Regions from separate parts of the Arabidopsis thaliana genome. Here region 2 is linked to region 1. A link is a contact called in public capture Hi-C data. All regions are on one chromosome and are shown on one strand. The core of a region is the stretch at or near the end of the contact, and the rest is flanking DNA. Distances in the headings are between cores, read along the strand shown.

What was found. Capture Hi-C pulls out chosen DNA fragments and counts their contacts.
Region 2: a contact with region 1 is called in a capture Hi-C map of seedling, with 2.3 times the contacts expected there. The contact joins the promoter of NST1 here to the promoter of AT2G44770 in region 1.

The regions. Positions count from the first base shown.
Region 1 is chr2:18,455,344-18,459,738 of TAIR10.1, reverse strand. AT2G44770 (ELMO/CED-12 family protein) reads right to left here and starts at 2,417. Exons shown (of 10, transcript NM_130042.1): 1 at 2,158-2,417; 2 at 1,838-1,971; 3 at 1,462-1,571; 4 at 1,244-1,312; 5 at 940-1,055; 6 at 803-857; 7 at 498-618; 8 at 267-314; 9 at 54-148. The coding sequence starts at 1,922.
Region 2 is chr2:19,220,469-19,224,863 of TAIR10.1, reverse strand. NST1 (NAC (No Apical Meristem) domain transcriptional regulator superfamily protein) reads left to right here and starts at 1,948. Exons shown (of 3, transcript NM_130243.3): 1 at 1,948-2,228; 2 at 2,540-2,826; 3 at 3,324-4,139. The coding sequence starts at 2,042. The coding sequence ends at 3,947. It overlaps AT2G46765, which reads right to left. Exons shown (of 1, transcript NM_001337210.1): 1 at 4,278-4,395. The coding sequence ends at 4,300.

The sequences.
Region 1 (4,395 bases), core at 1,168-3,667:
ATGTATGTAAATGACCAAACTAATGTCAATGCTTTGTAACGACTATTACTTACGTTAAACTCCATGTATGAGGCACGCATTGAAAGCCATTGCTGATCCATTAGCTTGAATGCAATGCAATAAAGAAGGTCAAATGCAGATTCGTTCTCTGCTTACACAAATACCCAATACATTTATCTAAATCAGTGTCCACATCTAATTGAAGCACCATGTGTGGAAAAAGGCTTTTCATTATGATAAGACCACAGCATTGTGTGAGAGATTACCAGAAAGAAATTTCAGAAAAGTTGCCCCAACAATTGTTCGCGGTTTCACTGTACATTTTAAAAGTATATACATCAGAATGACAGACTATGAACAATATGAGACATCTGCCTAATGCATGCAAGAAGATTCTATAGTAGTTATGTGCTTCCCAATCCTATGACTCCAGATGTCAATAGCAACTATCACAATCATGAATCATGGTAGGTAAGTAAATTCATGTGGCTGTATACCTGCTTCAAGGTCAAGCATTTGGATGAGCATGAATGTTAAGTTGATACCAGCGACAGCAAAGGGGTATTCCCACACAGACCGATCCCCAACCTGTTTCCTCAGAAGGTCCTGGAAGGATTTCTGCAGCATATAGACATGTGCCGTTTAAACTAAGTGACATAAGTGGATCAGCAAGATCTATAAGAGGTGAATTCATGAATAACTGATTGATCGATAATTTATGATGCATGGAAAGTGAAATTTATAAAGGAAAATCAGCTCATTCTTTTCATGAAATGTTTGTATATGTAGTGTATAGGTATACCTGAAAGTTCCTGGCAAAGTACAGCAAGTTTTCAAGAGATATGAAACCACCACCCCTGCCAGATGATGCACTGTAAGTCAGAGAACATATGCAAGAAATACCTGTAACATAAATGATAAGGAAAGTCCGTGTTATACCTAAAATCTGTTGACGGATCTTTGCCCTGCCAACCCATCTCTTTCCACTGCTCAGATATTAATCCATGAAGCTCTTCTTCAGGAAAGGAAAGTTTCCACAGCTCCCTTAGAGCTTCCTAAGAGCATATGACGAAGTAACAAAGTAATCATCAAAGCTGGTACATTTGAATTTATGATGCTAGCTTACAGTAAAAAGGCCACGGGACGAAAAGATACAATATTCTACCATCTTCAAATGATGGTTCAAGTCCAATTTTGTTTATGAGAAATTCTGAAAGCTTAAAACCCCTCAAGAAAAGTGTACCTGATGCAAGGGTATTGTGCTATCATAAGCTACGTCAATGCGGTTCTGCAAACTCTGCAAGCATTCCTCCTGCAAATTCCAACAATAGGGTATTAGTAATTAGGTACCTGGATACACTTAGAAGTAAGGCAGCTAATCTAAAGAGGACAAACACGTTATTTATAATGTAGGGAACAATAAATGTAAACTTCCAACTCGAACAGTGGAAAGTCAAGTACCTGAGCAGGTGTTAGATCAAACGTAGAATTTGCGTCACTATCTCTTCTCTGAGCACAAACACAAGAAAGACCTCGGCCTAACCAAGCTGCTGATCCAGGCACAGCCTCAGCTATAACAAAACAAATAAACTCCAGTGTTATTGGAGCTACAGTGGTTTCAACAGAGGAATAGTACGCATAGGCACACTAGTCTAAATCTCTAATCCATAAAACTCTATAAAACCACACAGAAACAAAGCTTATAGACAACTCTATACTACGAAATCTGCCATATACTAAGGTTTAACATCAACCACAATTGTAGAGAGATAAGCTTAGATACTAAGAGAAGCAGAAACGCTTTTCTCAATGAAACGCTAAGAGATGATGAAAATACCAGATGATGAATTGTAAACGCTTCCTCGTTCGAGACCCTGAGAAATCCGCCTAACAGCTACGAACGAGCCTTCTCTATCATCCATCTCTCACTTTCTCTTATTCGCTCCTCCGATTCACTTCAAAATCTCCATCCTGCGAACAATCAAATGCAGAACCAGATAATTTCATCAGCAATCGAATTTTTAAAATCAAATCAATAAGAAACCAATCGGAAACCTGATCAACTACTACAGACACAATGCGAATCACAAAAAACGTCACGATTGATACAGCGAGCTTCAAAAACCAAAAATAAAGTAAAGAGGAGAATTCAATCACCGTCGAGGATCGAAAACTCAAAACCAATCGAATCAAATAGCGATCAACTTCGAATCCTCAATGAAAACAGAGAAAGAGAATCTTGCGCGAAGAGCAAAGCAAGAAAGCAACAGCTTCAAGATCTACTGAGTGACGCCGGATATTTATCGGCGATAGAGATAATCGGACGGCGAAATCAAGCGAAAGAGGAGAATAAGGAAGAAAAAAAGATTTCAGCATAAATTTTTGCCGTTTCTTTAATTGTTTGGAGGTTTGGAAATAAAATAAAAAAGGAAAATGAGATTTTTATAGTTACGACGGACAGGGCTGGTGTACAGGTGGCAATTAGGCTGGAGGACCCCGCGCGTGTACTTCAATCGTTTTCAGCGTCGCCGTCACAAGTCATACCGGACTAAAATAAAAAGTGACTTTGGTTAGGTCATTAAGCATTGGTTAATTAATTTGGCACTTAAGTCAAACGTCAACGACTTTTTAATCCCTTTTTTTTTGTCGTAATATATGGTATAACACAAGTCATAGAGTTCTGATTTTTTTCCTTCAACTACCATTAGAATAAGTAGATGCAATTTTGACGTATATTGTATTATGTATTTTTCTGAGTTTAAAATCGAAATTTTGTAGATCGTCACGCGCCGGTCGGCGACAATTGCAAAAGGCGAGGGATGGGCCATATATTTTGATGTGTGAAGTTTAACTAAAGCCGGCCTCCGTATAATTACTCATTGTTTTCTGGTCCACCGGATTGTTAATCAATCATCCAACACATGTGACATGTCCCTATAAGGAGGTTTTTTAAAAACTATGTCAAAACTTGAGGAAATGTTACATTTACAGCAAGCAAAATCAGAAACTAGCCCCTATTACAATTCTTTTTTTTTTTTTTTTTTTTTTGAATTGCAATCTTTATAGAGCTTTATGGTTATGGTACGTGTAATCTTTATAGTCCACGTGATTTAGCGTGAATGGAACTCAAGACTGGTCGCTACCATCAACACTATGGAAACTTTCGCGAGCACATGCACATCATTACTCTTTTTCAGAACATTCTTTTCCTCTATCCAACTAAATCAAATTTTCTATTCAATTGGCCGGTTATCTGAATTCTACTTCACTTGCATTTCATATTTTCTAAAGTACTGAAAATTTAGCTACCATCATATGAACTATTTTATTCGTGAATTTTATATAAGTGAAAGCTGGTGTCGCTAAGTATATATACAAATTAGATCGAATATTTAACCATGTTAAAATTTACGTTTGTTATCTGAAGTTGAGTTGCGTTAAAAGTTTTCCTAGATTCCAACGATTATCCTTATATGCTTGGAAAAAAGCAAGAACATAGATAATTGCTACACCTTTACTTGAAGTCAAAGTAATAGCCTTTCTATGTACGGGTATTATCAAGAAAACATATACATATCTTCTTCTTTTTTGTTGATAAACATACACATTATTTTTATAAATAGAGATTTCATACCAAAATTTATAATAGAAACGAGAATTATTCTTTAAAACATTCATATAATGGTTAGTCATAATTAAAAAAATTGCCATGATAAAACATGAACTATATATATTTTCACGTAACACTTCAAGTACTTAATCAAAATCTCATAAAAATATTCAAATTGGTAATCCAACTAATGATATATTCATTTAGAAAAACTTATAATATTTTATAGAGTCACCTTATACATTGTCAAACCTAATTTAACCTACACCTATGACCTATAAAAAATCCCTAAACTTCCTAATTAAAAAATTACTTAAAGAGAATATTTGACAGAGAAAACTATAAGATTGTTGATGAACGAATAACAAACAAGTAAATCTTGGGTTGTCGACTGACCAAACCAATTAACGCAAACACAATATATCTCTATATATTATCAAATATCAGCATCATAGAAACAATAAATAAATACGAAACTATGAAGCAATAGTGACACAACAGGTACAACTACCGTTGCACCAGTTGGAATAGATATCCTCTTCTGATTCTGAAACCTGATTTACCTTCAGATTTGGTCAAAGCTCTTAGTTTATGGCCTTCATGTAATGTTTTTTCCGCTGTCAATTTTGTCAACTAAAGTATTTAATATCACTACTTATTTCGTTTTCATGTACTGTATTTTATTACCTTCCTTTAGCTTTACGCAAAAAAAAAAAAAAAAACTACTTTCCAATGACCTTTGTCTGGTCAATGCTTCATTCGCCAATGCACCATTCCAACATACT
Region 2 (4,395 bases), core at 699-3,198, 770 kb before region 1:
TTATCTCCGTATTTAATAATCAAAAGTTACGTTTAAAATAGAAACAACTTTTATCAAACAAAATATATTAGAAAACGCATGGTACTGGCTACTGGAAAGAATCATGACCTGTAAATTTCTACAGTTTTCCCGTTTTATATAGTACTTAGAAACTTTGGATTTTCATAGCGCAACCAATAAACACATGGACTTAAGACACAAAAAAAGTTGGGTGCAATGTCATTAATCAAACTAAAAAAATAATGATTAAAAGCATGGAATTCCGAAAACGCAACAAAATGATTCTGTGTTTAGACAAATGCAGAAAGGCCTCTTAACTAATCTTAAATAAAGTCTTAGTTCCAACCACATAAACACTCCTTAGCTCCATTAATTTTGGTTTTCTTAATTACGTTTCTACACAAGTACACGTACTTACACATACAATTCCACAGTCTAAATGATAAAACTATGTGGTTTTTGACGTCATCGTTACCTTTCTGTCGTCTCACCTTTATATAGTGTCTCTAACAGAACGTAACAACCAAATGTTTAAAAAAATAAAAACAGCACCCCTTAATTAGGCTCATTCGTTTTGCACTAACCATACTACAAATCATCTCGAACGATCGAGCAAAGATTTGAAAAATAAATAAACGTATAACTCTAGAGATTTTCATTAGCTAAGAAAAGTGAAATCGATTGTTAATCCTATTTCAGACGGGACAGGAACACTCATTACCCAACTCTATCATCTCTCGAACACCAAACTATATCTACCGTTTGGGGCATTATTTCCCACTTTCTTTCGAAGACAATTTCCCATATATAACATATACACATTATTACTAATATATTTTTATAAATTTTCGTCACATCCCAAAAAAAAACACTCTTTGTCACATCAACTAGTTTTTTTGTAACGATCAAACCTTTTCGTTTAAAAAAAAAAAACTTTTGTAGTGTAAACGTTTATTTATCGATGAAAAAAGCCACATCTTCCGGAGGGAAACTTTTTAAGACACCCTATTTCGACTTTATTTTGTAAATACAGTGTGCATGTGCATATAAAGAGAGATATCATTTGTATAAATATCAAGAATTAGAAGAGAAAAAGAGAGAAGAAGACAATCTATTACTATTACGATGTGTGGGTTGTTAATTTGTTTAAAGGGAGCTTTTCTATAGAGATTTTTAAGGTCAAGGGTCATCGTTCGATGTGGGCTTGCTTCCTACAATCTAGTTGCCTTACGGGGCCTACTCTTTTTCTTTTGATAACTACATCACCTTTTTTTTCTCCGACAACTATATATCACTTTTTTTATGTTTTCCTTTTTTTCTTCACAATAATTCTTTACTCGTTGCAAATGTAAAGATACACAAAGTTACTTATTTTGTTTACGATGGTTCTTAGTAGTTTAAAGAATTAATGAATAAGATAAACCTAAACTTTGAAAAGACTAAAAAAAATGTATAACAACATACATTATACGTATTTGAAATAGTCCAAGTGATATTATGTCATTGATATTAGCACAAATAATTACGATGCCTGATATTGTCACATTTGATGATTTTAAGTTCTTGTAAAAGATAAGTGTAACTAAATCACTATAGTGAGGCCCACGTTTTAATTTCTAAACTAATTACAATGACAATAAAATAGCAAAACTATTTAAAACTAGACGCCAAAAAAAATTGAAACTAATAATTGTGAAAAAAGAACAAGAGAATAATAATCATTAATAATTGACAAGTGAAATTAATATATTGCTCTTGGAGGGTTATATTTTAATTTTCAAACTAAATAATGAATACAAATGGAAAAGCTAATGATAAGAGTTGAATTTTAATAATTAAGAAAAACAAAAAAAGGTGTACAAGGAGACACATGCGTTTTCCTCATGCATCTTGTTTTTATACAACAATATATATATATATATTGAGTCATTCTCTGCTAGCTCTCTCATCTCCAACTTTCAGTATGATATATAGTTACAATTAAATAAACCTCACATGCTCTATTCTTGCTTGATTTTTGAGTTAATCTTGAATCTCTTTGATGATGTCAAAATCTATGAGCATATCAGTGAACGGACAATCTCAAGTGCCTCCTGGGTTTAGGTTTCATCCGACCGAGGAAGAGCTGTTGCAGTATTATCTCCGGAAGAAAGTTAATAGCATCGAGATCGATCTTGATGTCATTCGCGACGTTGATCTCAACAAGCTCGAGCCTTGGGACATTCAAGGTTTATTTCCATAAAGAAATTTTTTATGAATTAATTTTCTCTCTTTCACACTCTCATAATCCAATTTTCCGAATTTATTAATTTTTCCATATATATGAAAGTGCTGTCTTGTCTATACTACTTTCGATTCATGACGTGATCTCATGTATCCTTTTACGAGAATATGACTAGAGTACAGAGAATCTACACTTAGTTGTTGATGTTGTTTGTTCATATTCGGAGTTAGTTACTGCAAAGACCAACATAGGTTTGGTTATTATACAATTTACTATTTAAGTTTTTTTCTTCTGATTATTTTTGTCGTTATGCAGAGATGTGTAAAATAGGAACAACGCCACAAAACGACTGGTATTTCTTTAGCCACAAGGACAAAAAATATCCGACGGGAACGAGAACTAACAGAGCCACTGCGGCTGGATTTTGGAAAGCAACTGGCCGCGACAAGATCATATATAGCAATGGCCGTAGAATTGGGATGAGAAAGACTCTTGTTTTCTACAAAGGCCGAGCTCCTCACGGCCAAAAATCTGATTGGATCATGCATGAATATAGACTCGATGACAACATTATTTCCCCCGAGGATGTCACCGTTCATGAGGTATGTATTAATTCCATCATAACCTAAATACGAGTTATTCAATCAAAGGATTTGGTCTCTTTTTTGAATATCTCATTTTACATCACAATCTCGATTTTGTTTTGATTAATTATTATTTCATTGACCATTATAAAAGTTGTTACTGATGATAAGATGTACAAGTAAAAAATATCATGTAATTAATATATATATAAAGGTAATTAATATATTTTAAAAAACAATATTTATGCAAAGTATGATCGTAATTTTCTTTAATAACATTATGAAAACTATCACATATTCGTTTTCGTTATTATTTTTTTCTTAAATTCCCAATATTTAATGATAATAGTTTTAGTTACTTCTTCCCACAAATATTTCTTTTCTCCTTTGTCATATACAGACGCACATGAAACTGAAATATGAATTTTCTTTTTCTTTTTGGTTTTAACCTAAATGGGATTAGTGCAAAACATGAACTTTGCTAATATATCTTAGTTGATTTTTGAATATTTAAGGTCGTGAGTATTATAGGGGAAGCATCACAAGACGAAGGATGGGTGGTGTGTCGTATTTTCAAGAAGAAGAATCTTCACAAAACCCTAAACAGTCCCGTCGGAGGAGCTTCCCTGAGCGGCGGCGGAGATACGCCGAAGACGACATCATCTCAGATCTTCAACGAGGATACTCTCGACCAATTTCTTGAACTTATGGGGAGATCTTGTAAAGAAGAGCTAAATCTTGACCCTTTCATGAAACTCCCAAACCTCGAAAGCCCTAACAGTCAGGCAATCAACAACTGCCACGTAAGCTCTCCCGACACTAATCATAATATCCACGTCAGCAACGTGGTCGACACTAGCTTTGTTACTAGCTGGGCGGCTTTAGACCGCCTCGTGGCCTCGCAGCTTAACGGACCCACATCATATTCAATTACAGCCGTCAATGAGAGCCACGTGGGCCATGATCATCTCGCTTTGCCTTCCGTCCGATCTCCGTACCCCAGCCTAAACCGGTCCGCTTCGTACCACGCCGGTTTAACACAGGAATATACACCGGAGATGGAGCTATGGAATACGACGACGTCGTCTCTATCGTCATCGCCTGGCCCATTTTGTCACGTGTCGAATGGTAGTGGATAACGGAAATGGAGGGAAAGAGAGAGAGGCACACACACATAAGACATTTCACATTTGTGTAAAAAGATATAATCATACCATATAGTTGTTGAAACATATAAAAGAAAGTCAGATTTGTGATAATTACAGTGGTTATGTGAAATATTGTAAAATAGATTAATATAAGAATTTAAAAGAGGAGAATAAAGATCTCAAAAAGGAGATATTTCGTTATTGTTGGGGAGAGCATTACATTTCATTATAATAATCAAAATGTCTTCCATTTAATTTTATAGTTTTCCTTCTAGAAGAAAAAAAAAACATATTACGAGAAGCTTCGCCGCCCCGCCTAGGGTTTCCAGTTCCGGTGGCTTTTTCAGCACCAAAACCGGAATTTCTTTGTTGTAATCTCTTTAGTTTCGTTTTCTTGTGGGTTTAATGTGATCTGAATCCTATTTTCTTCCAACGGTCT